2 separate regions of the Capra hircus genome follow, and region 1 is linked to region 2. The links are chromatin contacts, called in public Hi-C maps. All regions are on one chromosome and are shown on one strand. The core of a region is the stretch at or near the end of the contact, and the rest is flanking DNA. Distances in the headings are between cores, read along the strand shown.

Region 1 (3,704 bases), core at 469-2,968, 140 kb after region 2:
ACTCTTTGCGACCCCATGGACTGTAGCCTATCAGGCTCCTCAGTCCATGGGATTTTCCAGGCAAAAGTACTGGAGTGGGTTGTCATTTCCTTCTCCAGGGGATCTTCCTGGCCCAGGAATCGAACCTGGGTCTCCCATATTGGAGGCAGACGCTTTACCGTCTGAGCTACCAGGGAAGCCCTAAGTATAGTAAGCACCTACTAAGATTTTGTTAAGTCTTAATCTCTTCTATTGGAGAAGGCAATGGCAACCCACTCCAGTACTCTTGCCTGGAAAATCCCTTGGAAGGAGGAGCCTGGTAGGCTGCAGTCCATGGGGTCGCGAAGAGTCGGACATGACTGAGAGACTTCACTTTCACTTTTCATTTTCATGCACTAGAGAAGGAAATGGCAACCCATTCCAGTGTTCTTGCCTTGAGAACCCCAGGGATGAGGGAGCCTGGTGGGCTGCCATCTATGGGGTCGCACAGAGTTGGACACGACTGAAGCAACTTAGCTTAGCAATCTCTTCTATGCATTCTATGAAGATAAAGCTACAGAGACTGTGCCTTTTGAAATCGAATTCTAGTTCCAGGGGGAATCTTTCACTGCTCCCTGCACAAAGTCTCAAACTGAGAGTTTTGATCAACTCCCACACTGTTGGGGTTTGGAAGAAGCATGAGGAAAGGCTAGTCCTGAGGTTTATGCTCCACTAGTCTAAAATTAGTCTAAAAAGATGTGTGGGGATGAGGGTAGCTTTTCTGAGCTTGCTGCAGACCAAATGCTTCAGGGAGGTTCAGGCAAGAGGAGGGCAAGTAATCTTTCCAGTATAACAGAGCTGCTGAAAGGTTGAACCCAACAAGGGACTATCACTCCAATACCAAATATTTTTATATATTTCAGGGAGTTCATGATTTTCTTGAGCAAAACCAATTCCTGGAGCTCCAGAGCGAAGAGCTTGCCCCATAGAGTGCAGCAGAGGACTATACTGGATAAAGGCATTGCTTCAACCCAGTCCCTTACGAGATGAGAACTCTTAGGGGGGTTAACTTCTGTTTGCTTCAGTGTCCTCAAGTATAAAATACAGTTAAAAGACTTAGTTGGAAAGATTGTAAAGAAAACAGAGTGAACAGAAGCAAGGGAGACCATAGAGTGAGGGGGTTAATAGCGCTGACACAAAAGTGAAATGGCCCAGATGATTCTCTACTCTGAAACTGACAAACCATGTGACTTTGGGAAACATATTTAACTTTTCTATGCCTCAGCTTCTTTGCTTACAAAATGAGGTCCATAATAGTATCTTTCTCATAGGGTTGATGTTAATATCTAAAGTGGAAAAGCTGAAAATGGTTCCTGGTACACAGTAAACACTCAATAAATGCTAGTTTTCCTCCTGTCTACTGTGGAAATACCATTCTGATTACTGGCATTCCCACTGATGTGACTGAGTTAACTAAACCTACAGGTCAGGACTGTCCAAAGGTTGCTAAACCTTTGGGCTTTAAAATAAGACCTAAGAAGACATCAGAATGTATCAGCAAATCATATCCTGGATGGAAGAATGTTTGCTTTTACACAGTGTTAGTCGCTTAGTCATGTCCAGCTCTTTGTGACCCCACGGACTATAGCCCACCAGGCTCTTCTGTCCATGGAGTTTTCCAGGCAAGAATATTGGAGTGGGTTGCCATGTCCTTCTCCAGCTTTTTGCAGACTGATGACCAAAAAACAGGGCTGAAAATTATTTGCTAGTTTTAAGGAGAGGTATGCAGCTAGAGAGACTACTCAAATATCAGCTCTGGCTTCCCTCTTCTCTTGGCAGCAGTGTCCTAAAACTGTATGGACAAGTGCTGTGCTTACCATACTGAAAGAAATCAACAGTAAAATGTCCTATTACAGGTGCTTACAAACAAAGAAACCATTTTCTACGTTCCAAGCACACCCTTGACACCGCTAAGCCAGGCCTTGGGTACCACAGTGTGGCAAAGCCAGGTATTACAGACAGAGCGTGGATACCCTGCAAAGCAGGAGGAAGAGCTGCAGGTCTGAGATGGCAGAGAATTCTGTCCTCGAGACTTTGCTGGAGAAAAGCTATGGATTCTATTTACTAAACTAAATGCTCCTGACGTACATCTTTAACACAGCTGTTTTCATCTTCTCTGAGAATAACCTCCCAAAAAGAGGAAGATAGTTATGGTAAGTCAGAATGTATAGGAGCAGTTGGTAATTTGATGGGAGAGAAATTTGCTATTTAAACTATTTGATTAAAAGACAATTCTGTTGCTCAGATATCAGAAAAATGAATATGTAGCCATGATCTATTTTTAACATAGTGATAATTTTGCTTTTGAACAAAACAATAAAATATAGGGTGATAAATGCTAGAATAAATGCCAATTTGATATTTCATTAGAAAAACATTAAATTCTACTTTTCTATGAGATTTTATTCTCTATTAAACTTATCCTAAAAGCTATCATTTCATTTCTGCTTAATTTGAAAAAGATACAAAGATTAAAAGATTTTGCATATCTTAATTTAAGCGAAACATCTACTGATAATGGAAATAAACATCTGTTGATATGTTAATATACAGATTGACTAGACAAAAAATAGGTTAGTTTTACAGGAGATTTGAAGCAGGAGTGTGTAAAACTATAAGATTTCTGTGTCATCAACTAATTGAACAAATACCTCATTTCTCACTCAGGCATGCAACTATTGCATAAAATGCGGTATTTTTATATATTAAAGAAGCATTTAATTTTAAAGATACATAAAGATATGTGATTAGGATAGGGCTTTATCTTAACCATAATTCTGTTGCTTCTATGTTCTTAAACTGACATAGAAATGTATTCTTTTCTTTTTTCTATAAAAGGGAGTTTTCATTCTTCTCTGCTTATAAAAATAATGTACACTTAATTTAGAATTTCCAGTGTTATAGACAAATGAAAGTGTCCTGTAATCCCAGTCTCTAGAGAGATCTCCCATAATTTTTGGATATGTCTATTTCTTTCTCGTACAAAAGTGGTTTCAAGTTGTGTACAGCATTTGAGATATATATTTTTTCTTCTTAATTTCATCTTGGTTATCATTTCAGTGTTTTTAGTGGCTACACAATACTATATTCCAAAGCATGGATAAATCATAATTTGTTTCACCAATATGCTGTTGACAATTGAAGTAGGAAAGTCTAAGGAACTCTGATTCTTACCTTCCACAGCACTAATATGAGCAACATTAATAACAATAATCCAGCAAAAGCACTCAGCAGGATAACCCATAGTGGCACTCTGCCTGGTAGCCCATCTTTGGATATTTGGATAGCAAGCTGAAAATGATTGAACAAGATTGTTAACATTGATAAACACCTCTTAGAACTTCCAGTACACTGAGTTTTTGTAGGCTATAATTTTCTACCAAAGAGTGTACTCAATCTCATTACTACATACAGAGAAAATAATGAGTTCACATTTTAAAAGGCCCTTCATCTATTCAAAATCTCTAATCATGTCATATTCATTATTACCAAAACAATTTTGTAACATTATCCTCCAGAAATTCATACATAATGAGTAAACTACCTATGAATCAAAATTCTCAAGGGTAGAGGTGAATTTCACTCAGGGAGAATAAGCAGTATTGTATGTTTTAAAGGTTTATTCATAGCCTTCAGTGCATTATCATAATAGCATAAGTTTAGATGGGAAGGTTGTCACAGGTTGT
Region 2 (3,780 bases), core at 1,268-3,767:
CATCATCTTGGAAAAGAAACAAAGAATGCTTTTGGGCAACCAGTGTTTAAACTGCTTAGGTTTTTAGAGCCCCTAAAATTTAAACTTGGTAAATTCTTATCTTTGATCATATGTGCATTCTTCTTCTCCAGAAGATTAATGAAGCTGATCTCTTATGTTACACCGGTGGAACAAAAGAGAGGAGAAAATAAAGCAAAATAAATGAGTGTTTAGGACAAGGGCTTATATGGGAACTAGAGACAGAGGAAAGAAAGCCTTTAGGGAGAAAAATGGAAGAATTTGAATGTGAGGAATGATGCCTGTGGTGGACAAACAGTTCTATGACTGAGTTCCAGTTGTAATTTGACTCACACTGAGGGGTCGCACCTCATCAGTGACTCTCAGGCTGCCCCCTCTGTGCCCCCTCCTGCCCTCGGCACCCTTTCCCCACCCCCCTGCCCCTGTGCCCAGCGATATTGTTGTCAGGGATGCATTTTGGGAATGTTGGCAGAATTGAAAGTTATAAAAAGTCCTTATCAAATACTCTTGATATATTTTTAGAATTTATATATTTTAAAAATAAGCTAAGTACGGTTTTAAAAGTTTAAAGCGATATTTTCTTGTTTTTAAAACCTCAGTGATGATGCGCGCATGCTCAGTCGCTTCATTTATGTCCAGCTCTTTGAGACCCTATCAGCTGTAGCCCACCAGGCTTCTCTGCCCATGGGGTTTCCCAGACAAGTATACTCGAGTGGCTTGCCATTTCCTTCTCCAGGGACTCTTCCCGTCCCGGAGATTGACCCCACATCTCCTACATTGGGAGGCGGGTTCTTTACCGCTAAGCCACTGGGGTAGCCTGATGATACCTAAGATATTTCATAATATGAGGATTTCTTCTATTTCAGAATCTAGTATAATCTTATCATAATGCTTATTATATTTTGTTATTGGTATTGTATCAGTATATAAATGAGCATAAAATTATCAAGACAAACTAGCAAGGGTGGTTTGCATTTTAATGTTAGTTATAAGATTATACTCACAACCAATTAAGGAAAATTATATGATTATTTAGTAAAGCATTTTCAGATATCTTTTTAGCTTAAGCAGCATTGTTGTTAGTGAAGTCATTAATAAAGTTATGTTTTCTGCAAAATCTTATACTAAATAATGGTCCAGTTTTTGTTTGGTCAACCCATATACTACCTTGATAGATCTTAGTATATAATTTCTATATCGTTCTTTTTTTTTTTTATAAACTGAAGTGTGATTTGCAATATTTGGCTAGTTTTAGGTGTACAGCATAATGATTCGGGGTGATTTTGCAGATTATATTCCACTGTAAGTTATTGCAAGATTTTGGCATAATTTCCTATGCTGCACAGTAAGTCTTTGTTGCTCATCTGTTTTATGTGTAGTAGTTTGTGTCTGTTAAGCCCACTTTCCTCGTTTGTCCTTCCCCCTCATCCTCTCCCTTTTGGTATCCATAAGTTTGTTTTCTGGATGTTTTTGTTTATGTTTGGATTCATCTGTACTATTTTTTTTAGATTCCACACATAAGTGATATCATACAGCATTTATCTTTCTCTGACTTTTGTCACCAAGCATAACACTGCGTTCATGTTGTAGTGAAGGATGGTTTTTGTGTGCTAACACTCCAGTGTGCGTGCCTCACCTTCTTAAGCCATCTGCTGAGCTGCTTTCGTGTCTTGGCCCTCGTAAGTAGCACTGCTACGGACACTGGGGGGCGCGTACCTTTTCAGATTAAGAGTTTTCATGGGCGTGTACCTTTTCAGATTAAGAGTTTTCATGTTTTCCAGATATATACCCAGAAGTGGCGTTACTTGATCATATCGTGGTTTTATTTTTAGTTTTTTTGAGGAACCTCCAAACTGTTTTCCATAGTGGTTTCACCAGTTTACATTACCGCCACCAATGTGTGAGGATTCCTTTTTCTCCACATTCTCTTCAGAATTTATCTGTAGACTGATTGATGATAACCATTTTGACCAGTGTAAGGTGATACCTCATTGTGGTTTCGATTTGCTTTTCTCTAATGATTAGTGGTGTTGAGCATCTTTTCATGGGCCTTTTTCCTTCTGTATGTCTTCTTTGGGAAAATGTCTGTATGGGTCTTTTGTCCGTTTTTTGATTGGGTGGGTTTTTTTTTTTTTTTTTTTTGATATCGTATGTGTGCTTAGTCACTCAGTCCTGTCTGACTCCCTGTGACCCCATGGACTGTTGCCCGCCAGGCTCCTCTCTGTCCATGGAATTCTCCAGACTAGAATACTGGAGTGGGTTGCTGGTCCCTTCTCCAGGGAATCTTCCCGACCCAGGGATCAAATGCGGGTCTCTTGCATTACAGGCAGATTCTTTACTGTCTGAGACACCAGGGAAGCCCCAGAAGTACAGTAGCACAGTAAAAGAGCTGGTAAACAGGAGCTGGCACCCAGTGGGCAGGTAAGAGTTACTGACTGGAGGAAGGAGGGGAAGTGGAAGATGGCAGAGCTGAAGGATCGTTAGCAACGGGAAGACGGAGGGCACGCTGCAGTTTCACTCACCCCTGACGCTGACGGCCCAGGTTCTGGTTCCTTGCTGGCTGCAGATAGAATTATCTACCTTCTTGAAGAAATGACCCAGTGATGCCTGAGTAGTAGCTCTCTTTCTCATCGTAGGTGACATGGTAGCACTGGACTGCATGCTGAGCGGCTGCTGCAGCTTTCGTGTGCCATTCTGTGTTCAGGTCTTGTGCCTCAAAAGCTGACAGTGCCTCCTCCAATAAAGAGGAGCCCTTGCCTCTTCCTGCGTCGTGAATTTCCTCAGTCCTTCAGTTACTGCTGCTTCCTTTTTGTCCTCCCTCTGGGCCTCCAGTTCCATCAGGTCTTCATTACCAGGCTCCTCCTGTTGTACAGCAGGGAGTTCAGTGAAGTCATCTGCAGATGCAGCTCTAGCTTCTCACTGAGGGTCACTAAGTGACTGAAGACCTCACTTTTGCATCCTCAAAAGCCCACAACTTGAAGGTTCCTTTGGAGGGGACTTAGAGTATATGTTCATATGAGGTCTATGTGGATTTTGGAATTTTTCTACTGAATTTCTTTAGAGGATCTTTATTGATAGTAATTATAAGAAGAACTGACTCACTGGAAAAGACCCTGATGCTGGGAAAGATTGAAGGCAGGAGGAGAAGGGGATGACAGAGGGTGAGATGGTTGGATGGCATCACCGACTCAATGGACACGAGTTTGAGCAGGCTCCGGGAGTTGGTGATGGACTGATGGGACAGGGAAGGCCGGCGTGCTACATGCAATCCATGGGGTTGCAAAGAGTCAGACATTACTGCGCAACTGAACTGATACAAAGTACATGAAACATTCTCTAAGCATCTTTTCTAAAAAAATAATATCTTCATTTTAAGTAGGTTTTGTTGAAATCAGGAACTCAGACTATTAAGCTTTTAAGTCTCCAATGCAGACAAGTTAAGGAGTTAATCTGGGGCATGCTAAAATTGGGATGGATCGTCTGACAGTTTTCAGTGTGTTGCACTGGACTTGAATAGGGTCGTCATTGATCCCCACTTCTCATAGGAGTGGCACAGTTAATTGGTGAAATATCAAGGAGCTAGCATCACTCTGACATAGCCTTTCTATGTCTGTGACTTAACCAGCTAAGTAGAAGAGTAACCTAAAAAACCTGGCCTTTAAATAGACTGTAATGTTTAAAGTCACTTGGGGACTGTGGCTTTGTATGACAGCTTTGGAAATTCATTTAAGAAGTAGGAAACTGATTTCTTGTGTTTGAAGT

What was found. A called contact is a pair of places that touch in the nucleus more often than the background predicts.
Region 1: a Hi-C map of blood shows a contact between it and region 2, with 2.6 times the contacts expected there. The contact joins two enhancer-like sites. A contact is called at or near these places in 2 of 5 Hi-C or Micro-C datasets (blood and liver).

Annotation. Positions count from the first base shown.
Region 1 is chr20:26,161,708-26,165,411 of ARS1.2, forward strand. It overlaps ITGA1 (integrin alpha-1), which reads right to left. Exons shown (of 30, transcript XM_018065522.1): 28 at 3,193-3,309. Among named protein-coding and RNA genes, the nearest start is that of ITGA2, 30 kb to the left of the region's middle. Within about 2 kb of position 1,719, at least 3 of the 5 cell types and tissues checked have an H3K27ac peak or open chromatin away from gene starts, as enhancers often do.
Region 2 is chr20:26,017,229-26,021,008 of ARS1.2, forward strand. It overlaps MOCS2 (molybdopterin synthase catalytic subunit), which reads left to right. Exons shown (of 6, transcript XM_018065594.1): 6 at 1-1,140. The coding sequence ends at 50. Among named protein-coding and RNA genes, the nearest start is that of MOCS2, 11 kb to the left of the region's middle. Within about 2 kb of position 2,518, at least 1 of the 5 cell types and tissues checked has an H3K27ac peak or open chromatin away from gene starts, as enhancers often do.